Linked DNA regions of Sus scrofa: region 2 is linked to region 1. Evidence: chromatin contacts called from public Hi-C data. All regions are on one chromosome and are shown on one strand. The core of a region is the stretch at or near the end of the contact, and the rest is flanking DNA. Distances in the headings are between cores, read along the strand shown. Region 1 overlaps RHOBTB1 (rho-related BTB domain-containing protein 1). Region 2 holds the start of LOC106506012.

Region 1 (6,309 bases), core at 2,650-5,149:
CCAGCCAGGCCCTTTCCGGACCCTGCTCCAGTTTCTCTACACGGGGCAACTGGATGAAAAGGAGAAGGACTTGATGGGCCTGGCTCAGATCGCAGAGGTCCTGGAGATGTTTGACTTGAGGATGATGGTGGAAAACATCATGAACAAGGAAGCCTTCATGAACCAGGAGATTACAAAAGCGTTTCACGTCAGGAAAGCCAATCGGATAAAAGAGTGTCTCAGCAAGGGGACGTTTTCAGGTGAGCGGGGTCAGTGGCACAGGCCATGGGTTGTGTTTTAGCCAAATGTTGGCCAGACATAGGCAGGAGAAGGATAACCATCACGTATGAGGGAGGTCCCTGGTGGTTCAGTGGGTTAAGGATCCAGCATTGTCACTGCTGTGGGGTCAGTTTGATTCCTGGCCCAGGAACTTCCGCATGCCACGGGCACACCCCCCCATAACAAAAAAAATACAAACCTAACATGTATAAGTACTTCTTTTCCCATGTACCTAAGTTACGTGGATTCACTTATTTCATTCTCATTAGATTTAAGGGTTAAGTATTACTATCTCCATTTCACAGATGGGGAAACAGAGAGACAGAGAGGTTGGGTAACTAGCCTGTGGTTGTACAGGTAGTAAATGGTCAAGCCAGGATTTGAATCCAAGCTGCCGCCTAAAGCCCCAGGGTGTATCATGATGCTTCTTAAGGGCAGGGCAGGTTACCCTTAAGCCTGAGCAGGTCAGCCTGATGCTCACAGTTCCCCTTTAGGACTCCTTTCCTGACCCTGGCTATTGTCCACTAACCCTTCAGCACACACCCAGGACAAAACTCAGTGACCTTTGATCCCCAGGCCACTGAAATCCTTGAGGCAATCCTTGAGGCAGTTCCCACCTTCTGTTTCTGTCCTCTGTCCTTTTTGGTTCTCACACTCCTTTACCCTGCTCATCACTATTTTTCTTCTCCTTTGTCTCTGATAACTTGCCACACGCTACCCACAGCGCCCTTATAGAGTCACTTAAGCGCATTGGTGGCCCGGATCCAAGATGGGTTACTGGCCCATGCTTATATGGTCATACGCATTTATGCTAGTTTGGTTCTGTAATTGTCCTGTGTACTTTTCATTGTCGCATTTTGACTTCCCGATTCCCATTTAGATGGAGATGTCTATTTTTGTATTTATCTTTCATAATGCCTGTCATAGTAATATGCATTTAATAAAAGGTAACCGAATCTGTTCATTAATTTTATTTTTTTTGTTGTTCATTAATTTTAAAGCTTTGGGTAATATTTACTCCAAACAGTGACCCTCCTGGTAGAGAAACAGTCTTTAAAACTTAATGAAAAGAAATGTTACAGACCTGCAGTAAATTAAACAATGAACTTTAAGTGAAGGTGTTGAAATTTCCCTTTCCTTACTACAAAGGCATAATAACCAAATACAATGTGGGAGCTTCAATTGGATTGTCTTTTTAAAAACTCTAAAATTAGAGGGTAATTAGAAAAATTTGAATATGAACTAGATAATGCATGATATTTGGCAATTGTTGCCAACTTTCTTAAGACTAACAGTAGTAAGGTGATCTAGGAAAAGAATCTTATTTTTAGAAAATTCTTGGTAAAGCAGCTAGTGAAGTGTCATGCTGTTAAAAAAAATGTCTCCATACATTTAAAATATATGTAAACATACAGATAGAATTAACCACGGATAAATGAGCTGTTTTTGGAGTATTCCTTCCACTGTTCCATGTTTGAAATTTTTCATAATAAGGATGAAAAAATATTCCTCTCCTTTCCGTTACTTTATGGCTCAGGGAACGTGTGTTGTGACCTTACGTGTTATGTTAAAGGCTGACTCCTCAGAGAAGATGGAGAGAATTTGGTGTGGACACCATATCAGTGGTGACGGGGATAGAGGAGAGAACACGAGAGATGGGGGCGGATGAACATGGGAGGAACTCTAGAAAAGGCTGGCTCACGCCTGTGCTTCCTCCGTCCTTGGGCAGATGTGACATTTAAGTTGGATGATGGAGCCATCAGCGCCCACAAACCACTGCTGATCTGTAGCTGCAAGTGGATGGCAGCCATGTTTGGCGGGTCGTTTGTTGAAAGCGCCAACAGTGAGGTATGTGCCTTTCCCAAAAGCCCAGGTGGTATCTTTGTGGACATGCCTGTGTATTTATATTATAAAGTGTTGAACTAACCAGAGGACTTCGGTGCTTTAACTGCTTCCTTGAAATAGTTTACAGGCTGTGCTTAAGTGTCAGGTTACCCTCTACTTCTTTTATTGATTGATTGATTTTTTCTTTTTTTTATGGCCAAACCCACAATATATGGAAATTCTCAGGCCAGGGATTGAATCTGAACCACAGCTATGAATTTTGCCACAGCTGCAGCAACACCAGATCCTTTAACCTACTGCACCAGGCCTGGGATGGAACCCATGCCTCTGTAGCCACCTGATCCGCTGCAGTCAGATTCTTACTGCACCACAGCAGGAACTTCACGTCACCCTCTTCTTAATTCTGCAGTTATGTAGAACTGTTGTCATTGTTCATTATTCTGTGTGATCTCCTAAGAGCTCCTCTACCCTTTCACCCCAGAGCTGTCCTCATCCGGAAAACATGCTCGACTATATTCCTGAACAAATGTCCCAGGCAAGATACCATCAGAGGCACATAGAGGAGGAGTACAGCCTGTCTTCCAGAAGTTGGAGACAGTAAAAAGTTTTTTTTACTCACTCAACACCTGGGCTCAGCTCTGCCTTACAGATTAGGGGCAAGGGAGATCTTAAAAAGACCCTGTACCTCAGTTTCCTTATCAGCAAGACAGGGAGGCACCAGGTCAGTTTGAGGTCCCCTTGCATGACAACACCCCATGAGGCTCTACCCTGACCTGCCTTTTCTTCGGGTTTGTCAACTCCAGGGTAGCAGTAACAGAGCAAAGGGTTAGTCCTCTGAAAGGCCTCTCAGAGTGCTTTACAAACTGTTGGAAAACAAAGAAAAATTCCCTTCAAGCATTTCTAACTTTAGAAGAAGGCATTTTGGTTGAGTTTTGCAAGTATTTCTTAATCATTTTTTAAAAAACAAAACAAAACATGGGGACACCCCATCACGTTTATTGTCCTGAGGGGCTTATTTTGCTTATCTCAGCAGCTCTCCAAACTTTTAACAGAAATACAGAAAACAATAGCTAACTTTGACAAAGCAGCCCTCCTCCCAGAAATCTGAGCGCTCCTGTTATGACCCTGGAGCCTGCATTTGCATCCCCAAGCAGGGAAATGAAATCCTAGGATCACAAGCCAGCACAACCCAGCCCACCATCACCAGGCTACCTTCCTGCTTCCAGAACAAATTTCGTCTGCTCCTAAACCAACCCCCAGCAAAAGACCATCTACTGTTTGGGGAAAAGATGTTAGAATTATAGAATTATCCTGATGACATCTTCCAGTGTCTGCCAGCCCTTGTAAATCAGGAGACCCTCCCTCAGGTAAACCAAGTCCTCCTGGGCCATCAGAGGTATGTGGCAGCATTGTTACTGAGAGATACCCAGTGAGGCGAGGGCTGTGGGGCTCAGATCCCCAACTCTTCTACGTACAGAGCTGTGCAGGCTTGGGCAAGTGACCACTTTTCTGAGCTCCAGCCTCCCCATCCAGAAGACGCGATAAGAGGCCGTGGTGTGGATGTGACATGTGAGAGTCAGCACTTGCAGAGCACCTCGTAAGTACGACACACATGGTCGCTGACATCATGCTTATTCTTCACCTCTCACTTCCAAGGAAATTTGGGACAGCCACCGATTCATAAAACCTCATCCAACTGGCATGTCACCGACCTCAGTAATCTCCAGAGATAAAGAACGCGGAGGCTGGTTGCCCTTCTTTGTCCAGCTCCCTGACGTGTGCACTGATGGCGCTGCAGAGCGCTTGCTTTCAACCCAGCAGAGAGAAGTTGATCAAGGTCAGGAGCCCAGGCACAAAGGGACACTGTCAGAGCTGACCTCACAAATGCTAATCCCCTTTATCCCTTCCCAGAATGGACTGTAATTGTCTCCAGATTAAAATGTGCAGGAGAGGCAACCAAAACAAAAACTTGGCAGCAGATGTGAACAGTGCACATATGTGGTGGTGTCACAGCCTCTCCTGGACGAGACCCCTGTTTAGCATCCCCTCCCTCCCCCGATGAGGTCACTCACCATTTAGAACTGTAGCTGAGCCCAGTAGGGTGTCAGCTCAGCTCAAAATACAAAGACTATGGACCCAAACAACCAAAGGTCTGTACCAAGATGGCTAATCTATGAGGAATGCCATGAGCTGTGGACACGCCCACCCTTTCCTGCCCCTTCTCTGGATTTCCAGTCTAGGCTATAATGTTACATAGTTATGAATTCTAGTCTCAGCTTGGCCTTGGGCAAGCGACTGACTCTCATTAAACCTGTGTCCTGGCGTTCCCTGGTGGCTCAGTGGGATAAGGATCTGACATTGTCACAGTGACTCGGGTCACTGCTGTGGTACAGGTTTGATTCCTAGCCCAGGAACTTCCACATGCTGTGGGAGTGGCCGGAAAATAAATAAATAAATAAATAAGTCAATAACCCTGTGTCCTCATCTGTAAAATGGGAACCCCAAGAGAACCTTCTACAAAGAGCAGGTGAGGCATGAAAGTATACATGTAAAGCATCGAATGTGGTACCTAGAACATACAAATGCTCAAGAAATGAGGGTAACCATTCTCCTGGAAGATTCTTATTAAATTGTTTCCATGAGGGGGTTCTTTGGTGACCTGGCAGTTAAGGATCAGGCATTGTCCGTGCTGTGGCACAGGTTCAATCCCTGGCCTGAAAACTTCCACATGCTGTGGGTGCACTCTTCCCAAAAAATAAAACTATAAAAAAATTGTTGCCATGTTTAAAGAAAGATTTTATCCTCCTGAAGCCCTAAGGTAACAAGCCCCCATCCCCTTCCTAAACTAGAAAAGTGTGGTAGAGATTGTTATGAGGGTAAGAAAAAGCACCAGGTTCAAAGCTCAATAAAAGCTCCATGGCTAATTTAGCCCCATATTTGCTTGGGCCTTTTCTTTCTAGGTCACCTTTTAACTCTTTATTGTCTTGTAAAAATCTGATGTCCTCCCCAAAATCCAGCCTATTTTTATTTTTGCATTAATAGAAATCACAGGCATATCCAGAAAGGAATAAAAGATGCCCATGGATGTTCTGTTAAAATTTTTTGTCATTTAATATTTAAGAAGACACTGTATTTTACTTGTGTTTTTCTCATTACTTTTAATGTAGCAGTAAGCATAATTCTCTCCCCAGAGGTACTCAGCAAGTGGTTCATTAAAAATGCATGCCCGGGTTGTAGTAAGCAATGCTCTGGATCTGGAATACTTTCTCATTCTCGATGAGCCCATCTCTAATTATTAGCCTAATAGTCTGAGCTGATCTTTGCAATTAAAATTTCAAACCAGCTAAACTGGAATATGGGTCGTTGTTTAGGGTAGCATTATAGTCTTAACCTTTTTTTTTTTTTTTTTAGTTACATTCAGCAGGTAAGGGACAAAATTTCTAATTCCATTTCTTTTGCTTATTTTTTTAAGTTCTATAAAAATGGTTGCTCTGTTGCTATTCCGTTAATTATGAATGTTGAAAACTATAGAAACAGCCTTTTTAAAAAAAAATCAACCATGAGAAGGAAAAAAAAAAAAATGCATGTTCTGCAAGTGTTTTTAGTTTGTTCTCATTTGCTGCTTACTTCTGAGGGTCCCTAACATTATTTGCCAAAAAGAGCCACTGCTTTAAAAAATAAATATTAGTGTTGCATTAAGCAGAAGAAAACAGCAGGCCATGGATGATTACAAATGTCAGAATACTCCAAAGACGCTGGGAGTATTGGGGTCGGGCTGCTTGCTGGAATCTGTTATCTGCTGCTGCCAGAAATAATTTCTTTTTATTCAGGACATCCATTTTGCCATTACTTAGAACACTCTCCTAACAAAAATTGCTAAGGTAATCTCAGTGTCTTCAAAATCCATAATCTCAGTGAGAAAGAAAAAGCTTTATTTAGATTTCATCTATTCCAAATCTCTCCCATGTAACAGATGAGGAAACTGAAGATCAGAGAGGAGGATTGATTTGTCAAAGGTCACAGCATTTTAGTGACACATCCCTGGGCCTGTCCCAGCCTCTTGCCCTGTCCTCCTAGCAATTATTTTCACAAACAGAGACATGCCCACCCCTGAGAGAGCACGTGTTCACAGGAAGCTTGGAGACTTTTTATATTTGTAATCACTAACACTTTGTAGCACTTGGTAAAATGTACATATTTTTGCTA
Region 2 (5,439 bases), core at 1,508-4,007, 59 kb before region 1:
TACCATAAAAGACAGTCAAAAGTTTTTGCACTGCTTTTGTGCAATGTCGGTTTAACTAAGTTTAAGTACCAATTATTATACTTATTAAAAGTGGATGGTATTGATTTCATTACAAGCAACAATTTTAGTATACAAATGTGGATTCTTCTGTGGTAATAACAAAAACAGGGATACATTCATGGCATTGATTCAGGGGATTATTTGCTATTGTTACTTTTCTCTCCTTTCCTATAGGCAAAATATAGTCTGTACTCCTTGCTGCATTTCCTCCAACTTTTCCACAGTCAGTGGAAAAGTTTCATTTGTAAATTATAGGAGCCATATAGCACAGTTGTGGCAACCTCCTCCTCAGATCACTGCCCTGGTTTGGAATGACTTCCTAAAACAGTGACTTTTCCTCTGCCATACCTGAATTATTGTTTACACCAGTTTATTTTCCTGGAAGATCTTCCAGTCAATCTTCCTCAGATTTAGGCATCCAAGTGGGTAATTCCATTGATGACTCTGGGTTTTTTGCCCCCTATGGAAGAAGCATCCTTTGGAAACCTATCTGAACTTTGGTGCCCCCTGGAGGTGGATGGCAACATTGAAACAGTTGCCTACCAACTGGGATCTTTGTATAGGTCCTTCTGGCCCTAATACCTACCTACTGCTTAAACATGCCACTTAACTGTTTTTAATTTATAACTGAGGAAATGAAAGAAATTGAGAAAAAGCATGATGTCAAAAAGCCAGTTAGTGATAAAATAAGGCCTTGGCACCGGCTGACTCTGGTGCAAATGCAACTGACAAAACCTTAGAAAACTACTTCTGTGTGCCCCAGTTTCCTCTTCCATAAAATGGTGATGTTAATAATGCATCTACCTCATCCGTTGTTATGAGGCTTAATTGAGAAAATGTGTTTGAAACCTTCTAGTTTAGCCCATTGCCTGCCGCATGTGAAGGCCATAATACATGTTGATTCCTATTTCTTTTGAGTTTCTACACTATTTCTTAGCCCCCAGGGCAGTTTGAAGAGAAATGGCTTGCAATAAAGAGGACTGATTGCCAAGAGTGAACAGGGTTAATTAACTTTTCCCAAGAAATGTGTTTTTGAAAAAAAAAATGTACATTGATTAAGGCTTTCAAAATGGAGTCACTTTTAAATAGACACAGTGGAGTCTGCTTTGTGCCAAGTAAATGATCACCCCCTCGTGTATCTGTCTTGAAGTTCATAGAGGAGACTTTCATACTTGTTTTTTATTGTCCTCTCTTCTGGGCATCAAAGATTGGAGACTATTAACTCCATTTCCAAAGACAGTTCAGGGAAGATGGCTTAAACAAAACAGGTTGTCCTTAATACCTTTCCTTGTAAAAACATTGAATTTCATTATGCTTTGGGATCTCTGGGGGATTCAGAGAGCACTAGTCAAGATTTTGTCTCCAAAATGGAACATAATCTAGTGGGAAGAGAAGGAATATGCAGTGAACTAAAACTCATCTGGGGATCCTGGGAAGGGAGAATATTCCATCTGAGAAACTGAAGATAATTTCTTGGAAGAAAATGAGGGATAGAGAGGTTTGTTTGCATTTATAATTTTTCCTAATATTCTGTTTCTTGAGGGATAACACAAAGAGACAGCCCTTGCAATCAAATATGGCTCTCTTTCCCTTTTGAGGTTTGTATCCTGCAGAACCTCAGGAATCCATGACCTGAGAACTCCTTGGGGATTAAGGACACATTGTTGCCTTCTTTGTATCCCCAGTCCTCACTACACAGCCTTATCACTAAAGGTTTATTAAATGAATGAATCCCTTAAGGTAGCTGAACACATCAATACCTTTACCCCCCAGCTGGCTTTTTCTAGGCTGTGTGTGAGGGGGTTTAAAGCACACTAATTTTAAAAGGCCGACTGAAAGCTCCTTGAGGCCCTGCAACAAGTGGGTTGTGTTCATTGTCACCTCCTTAGCTCTTGACAGAGTACCTGCCCTACTATAGGCACTAAACAAGTATCTGTCCTGCAAATGCTTGAAAACTACCCCTGGTCCTTTCCTTCAGAGCTCACAGTCAGTCTGGAACGATGAGACAGAGTTCATGAGGGATGACTGCAGTGGGTATCTGAGCATTCTGACAACCCATGAGGGGCCAGAAGTCAATTTCACTTCCTCACTCAGCCATGTATAGGAGGTTGTGAATCGCCTCCTTATTTCGGGTGGGGACAGCCGGTGCGTCCTTATGCCCCTGCGGGGACCCCCCTCGAGCCAAGTCACAGAGGCAGGTAACCCAGAGGGGGGGAGCCTGCCGGCACGTGCAGCGCCCAGGGGAGGAGGAGGCTGGGCTAACGCAGCCCTTAGTCAGCAGCTGGGTTCGGGTTTTAAAACAATAGCCTATGTCCTCCCTCGGAGTCCGCGGCCGGTCAGCTCTTAGGGGGAAGAAAGCCATGCTGCCCAGCCGGTTAGTGGCCCAACTTACTTCTCCAGAGCCTGGGACAAAGGGCCAGCAGTTGTACGGGAGTGGGTGGGGCGCCGGGGACAGAGAACAGGGGGGCACAGGTCGCCCGGCCCCTTCCCTGCCGGCTGCGGGCGGGGAGGGCTGGGGTCTTCCAGGTTCCGTGCACGTTCCTTCCCGGCAGCCCGCCTCCCAGCCGGGGCCCCCCGAGTCTGCAGGAGGCCGAGGCACCCTCGCCACCCGCGCCCCAGCGCCCAGACACACCAGGCCCGGGTTTCATGAATGAAATCCAATCGCGTGGATATAAATAGCCGCGAAGCTGCTCACGTCACCCAGCGAGCGGCGGCCGCCACGGCGGCGGAGCTGGGTGCCGAGCGCTCGGCTCCGCCCGGTCAGGCAGCCTGGGAACGGGGTGGGGGCCTGAGGAAAAGGGGAGGGCTGGGGGCGGAAAGGGGCGAGCCCCTCTCGGCCCGCACCGGGAAGAGCGGCCGCGGCGCCGGGTGAGCCCGCCAGGCCGGGCAGTGCCATGCTGCCTTTGTGCAAAGTTGGGCGGCGGGCGGCACGCCGCGCGCAGGGGCCCCGCACGCCCGCGAGCGCGCGCGGCCGTGGCTGCTGCTGAGTGGCTGGGGGCCCTCCCCCCCTGCTCCCCAGCCCTTGAAGGCGGAGAGAGCTCGCGTCCCGCTCGGCTCCGGGTAGGTTCTGTGTCGTGAGTGCGCTATGCTATGAAACTTCTCTGAGCAGCTGCCGCCGGAGCCCCCGCCGCCCCGGCCCCGGCGGGCGGCAGGTGGGGGGCCCGGGCCGCGCCACGCGGCCGGCAGCGTCCCAAGACCGAGTGGTGGAACCCAGCTGCTCTGGGAGCCGCCCTCGCCCCTCTGCGAGGCCGGGAAGCCCACACATCAGAGGCCAGCAGAAGAGATTTCTAGGAGCGCCCGCACAGCCGCACCCCTAACTTGGAGCAGAGAAAATGCACAACAGGCACCCTTAGCAGACGGGCTGCGCCAGGGAGAGGGTGGTGCCGCGCGACCAGAGGGCTCCTTTCCCTGGAAGGACAGTGTTGGGGAGCCAGAGGGACTGCGGAGGGGGATACGCTAGCCCCTTGGGCGCTTGCACCCCCTGGAGAGTTAGTTGATCGGTCAGCCCACAGTTTGGTGCTCCCCACCCCCAGCCCGTGGCCATGGAGTCTGTTGTGAGTTGCTGTGACAACAGGAGGAGCTGCCATGGGCTTGCAGCACACCTTACCCAGTCTCTGCGTGCTCAGTTTTCGGGGAGAAAAACAGGGTGGGAGTGGGAGGAAGACGTGCAGACAAGGGAATCCAGCCCCCTCGGGGAGGGGGGGGGAAGGGAATGGAAGGCGCAACTATGTGAAAATATATCATTAAATCCTACTGTTAGCTCCGCCGTTTCTATCCTTAACGGTATCAAACATCTCAACTGAGGAGCAATGTCAATATTTAGACTTGGACAAGCCAGAAAGTTAGAAGGGAGTGCCAAGCGCAGGGTTTTGACTTGGCTTTGCACGTCAGCACACAAGCTGTGCCTTTAGAGCTGACTGTACACATTTGCTAGGGGAAAAAATGCATGAAGATTGATATATACACAAAGGCACCCAGACCCAGGAAGATCTAGGAAGTTATGACCAGATGAGTCGCCTTGACTTTGAACTTCCCCCAACCTGTGCTGTCCCAGGCAGCTCTGCTGGACCCCAGCCAGACGCTCAGCTTGAGGTTTCCCTAGTTTGGGGCTCCCCCACCACCAACCGGGCTAGTGCTGCTTATTCTCCGCTGTACTGCGTACAAAAGTACTGTTATCAGTAGTTTTCATCTTTGAAACTGTCCTCTCAATGTCAGCAGATATAAATAGCCAAAAGGCTCTATTTGTTTGATTTCGGCAAACTCTAGGCTTTTCTAAACATACGCTGATAAGTTTGTTTACAAACACTTCAGAAATTTGGAATTATATTTCATTTGCAATAACTCTGTAGATGCAGAAGAGAGTCACTGGTTGCTAGAAAAGAAACACAGTCTCTTTGCAATACAAGTAATGTCTTCATACTGCTCCGCAGATGGGGTAGGCAGCAAATTATCATCAAGCAGAGTTTCCTCTGGGATTCGTGGGTTGTATTTGGACATATTAGTGTTTAACTTGTTCATCTCAGTGTGGAAGACTTTGAAAAATCATTATGAAGTAATAAAATCATAGTCAGTGTTCTAAACTTGCCCGTTGATTGTTGTTTTCTCAAATCGCAACAGTAGTGTAAATTGAAGTCCACAGGGCTATGTGTGTGTGTGTGATCCCAGAGGTGGAAATAGAAACACAGGTAGCTTGGTTTCATTGTCACAACAGTATAACTTATTAACTACACCAGTGTAATTTAATAGGAAAAACTGGAATCATTTGGACTTTTGTTTATGATATTGTCTAAAAATATTTTAAAGGAATAGCATGTCCACTTCTTTGACTTCTGTATTGTAAAATGTCTAGAAGGTTTTCCTTGTTCCTATATATGGGTGTGTGGCAAAATGCTTTTTTGGTATCAGCCCCAAATGCTCAGAAATACATTTTCAGAAATGCTACCTACAAAGTTACAGCTCTTTCGGGAGGTATATGACCCCAAGAAATGCCATTAACACGGACACTCAGCAAAAGTAAAGCAGATTCTGCCCTTGGGTGTGGGGTGCAGGGGGAACAATGTATGTTGAAAGCGTCAGCGGCTCCCCATGTGTTCCTGGCAAGCAGTAGGATTTATAAAGTATTTCTCTCTTTCATGTAGGTAAGTCCAGCTGGGAGCAGGGTATTCTGTTCTTCACTTCCAGCAAGCCAGGTCAGTGTCTTTGTGCAAACCCATTACCAGAGATTGATGACATCCTGTGTCTAATTCTGAGTGTGCATTTCAGAACAAGTGTCTTCCTCGTTTGTCTTAAAACAGTGTGTCCTGGTTTTTTTTTTTTTAATTGACTCAATTATGAATATCACAATTTTAATGATTATTAAAAGTATTCTCCTTACTCTTT

Evidence for each region. A called contact is a pair of places that touch in the nucleus more often than the background predicts.
Region 2: a Hi-C map of liver shows a contact between it and region 1, with 2.4 times the contacts expected there. The contact joins the promoter of LOC106506012 here to the enhancer-like site in region 1. A contact is called at or near these places in 10 of 47 Hi-C or Micro-C datasets (fetal heart ventricle, fetal liver, heart right ventricle and 3 more) and 1 of 2 datasets of contacts at active chromatin or transcription factors (skeletal muscle).

Annotation. Positions count from the first base shown.
Region 1 is chr14:64,338,336-64,344,644 of Sscrofa11.1, reverse strand. It overlaps RHOBTB1 (rho-related BTB domain-containing protein 1), which reads left to right. Exons shown (of 11, transcript XM_021073598.1): 6 at 1-239; 7 at 1,988-2,106. The region is part of intron 2 of LOC110256801 (a long non-coding RNA gene); the gene reads right to left. Among named protein-coding and RNA genes, the nearest start is that of CDK1, 110 kb to the right of the region's middle. Within about 2 kb of position 3,899, at least 9 of the 83 cell types and tissues checked have an H3K27ac peak or open chromatin away from gene starts, as enhancers often do. A contact at or near this core is called in fetal liver, where this site is marked.
Region 2 is chr14:64,397,246-64,402,684 of Sscrofa11.1, reverse strand. It overlaps LOC106506012, which reads right to left and starts at 2,757. Exons shown (of 3, transcript XM_021073603.1): 1 at 2,453-2,757. The coding sequence starts at 2,708. All of the region lies in intron 2 of RHOBTB1 (rho-related BTB domain-containing protein 1), which reads left to right.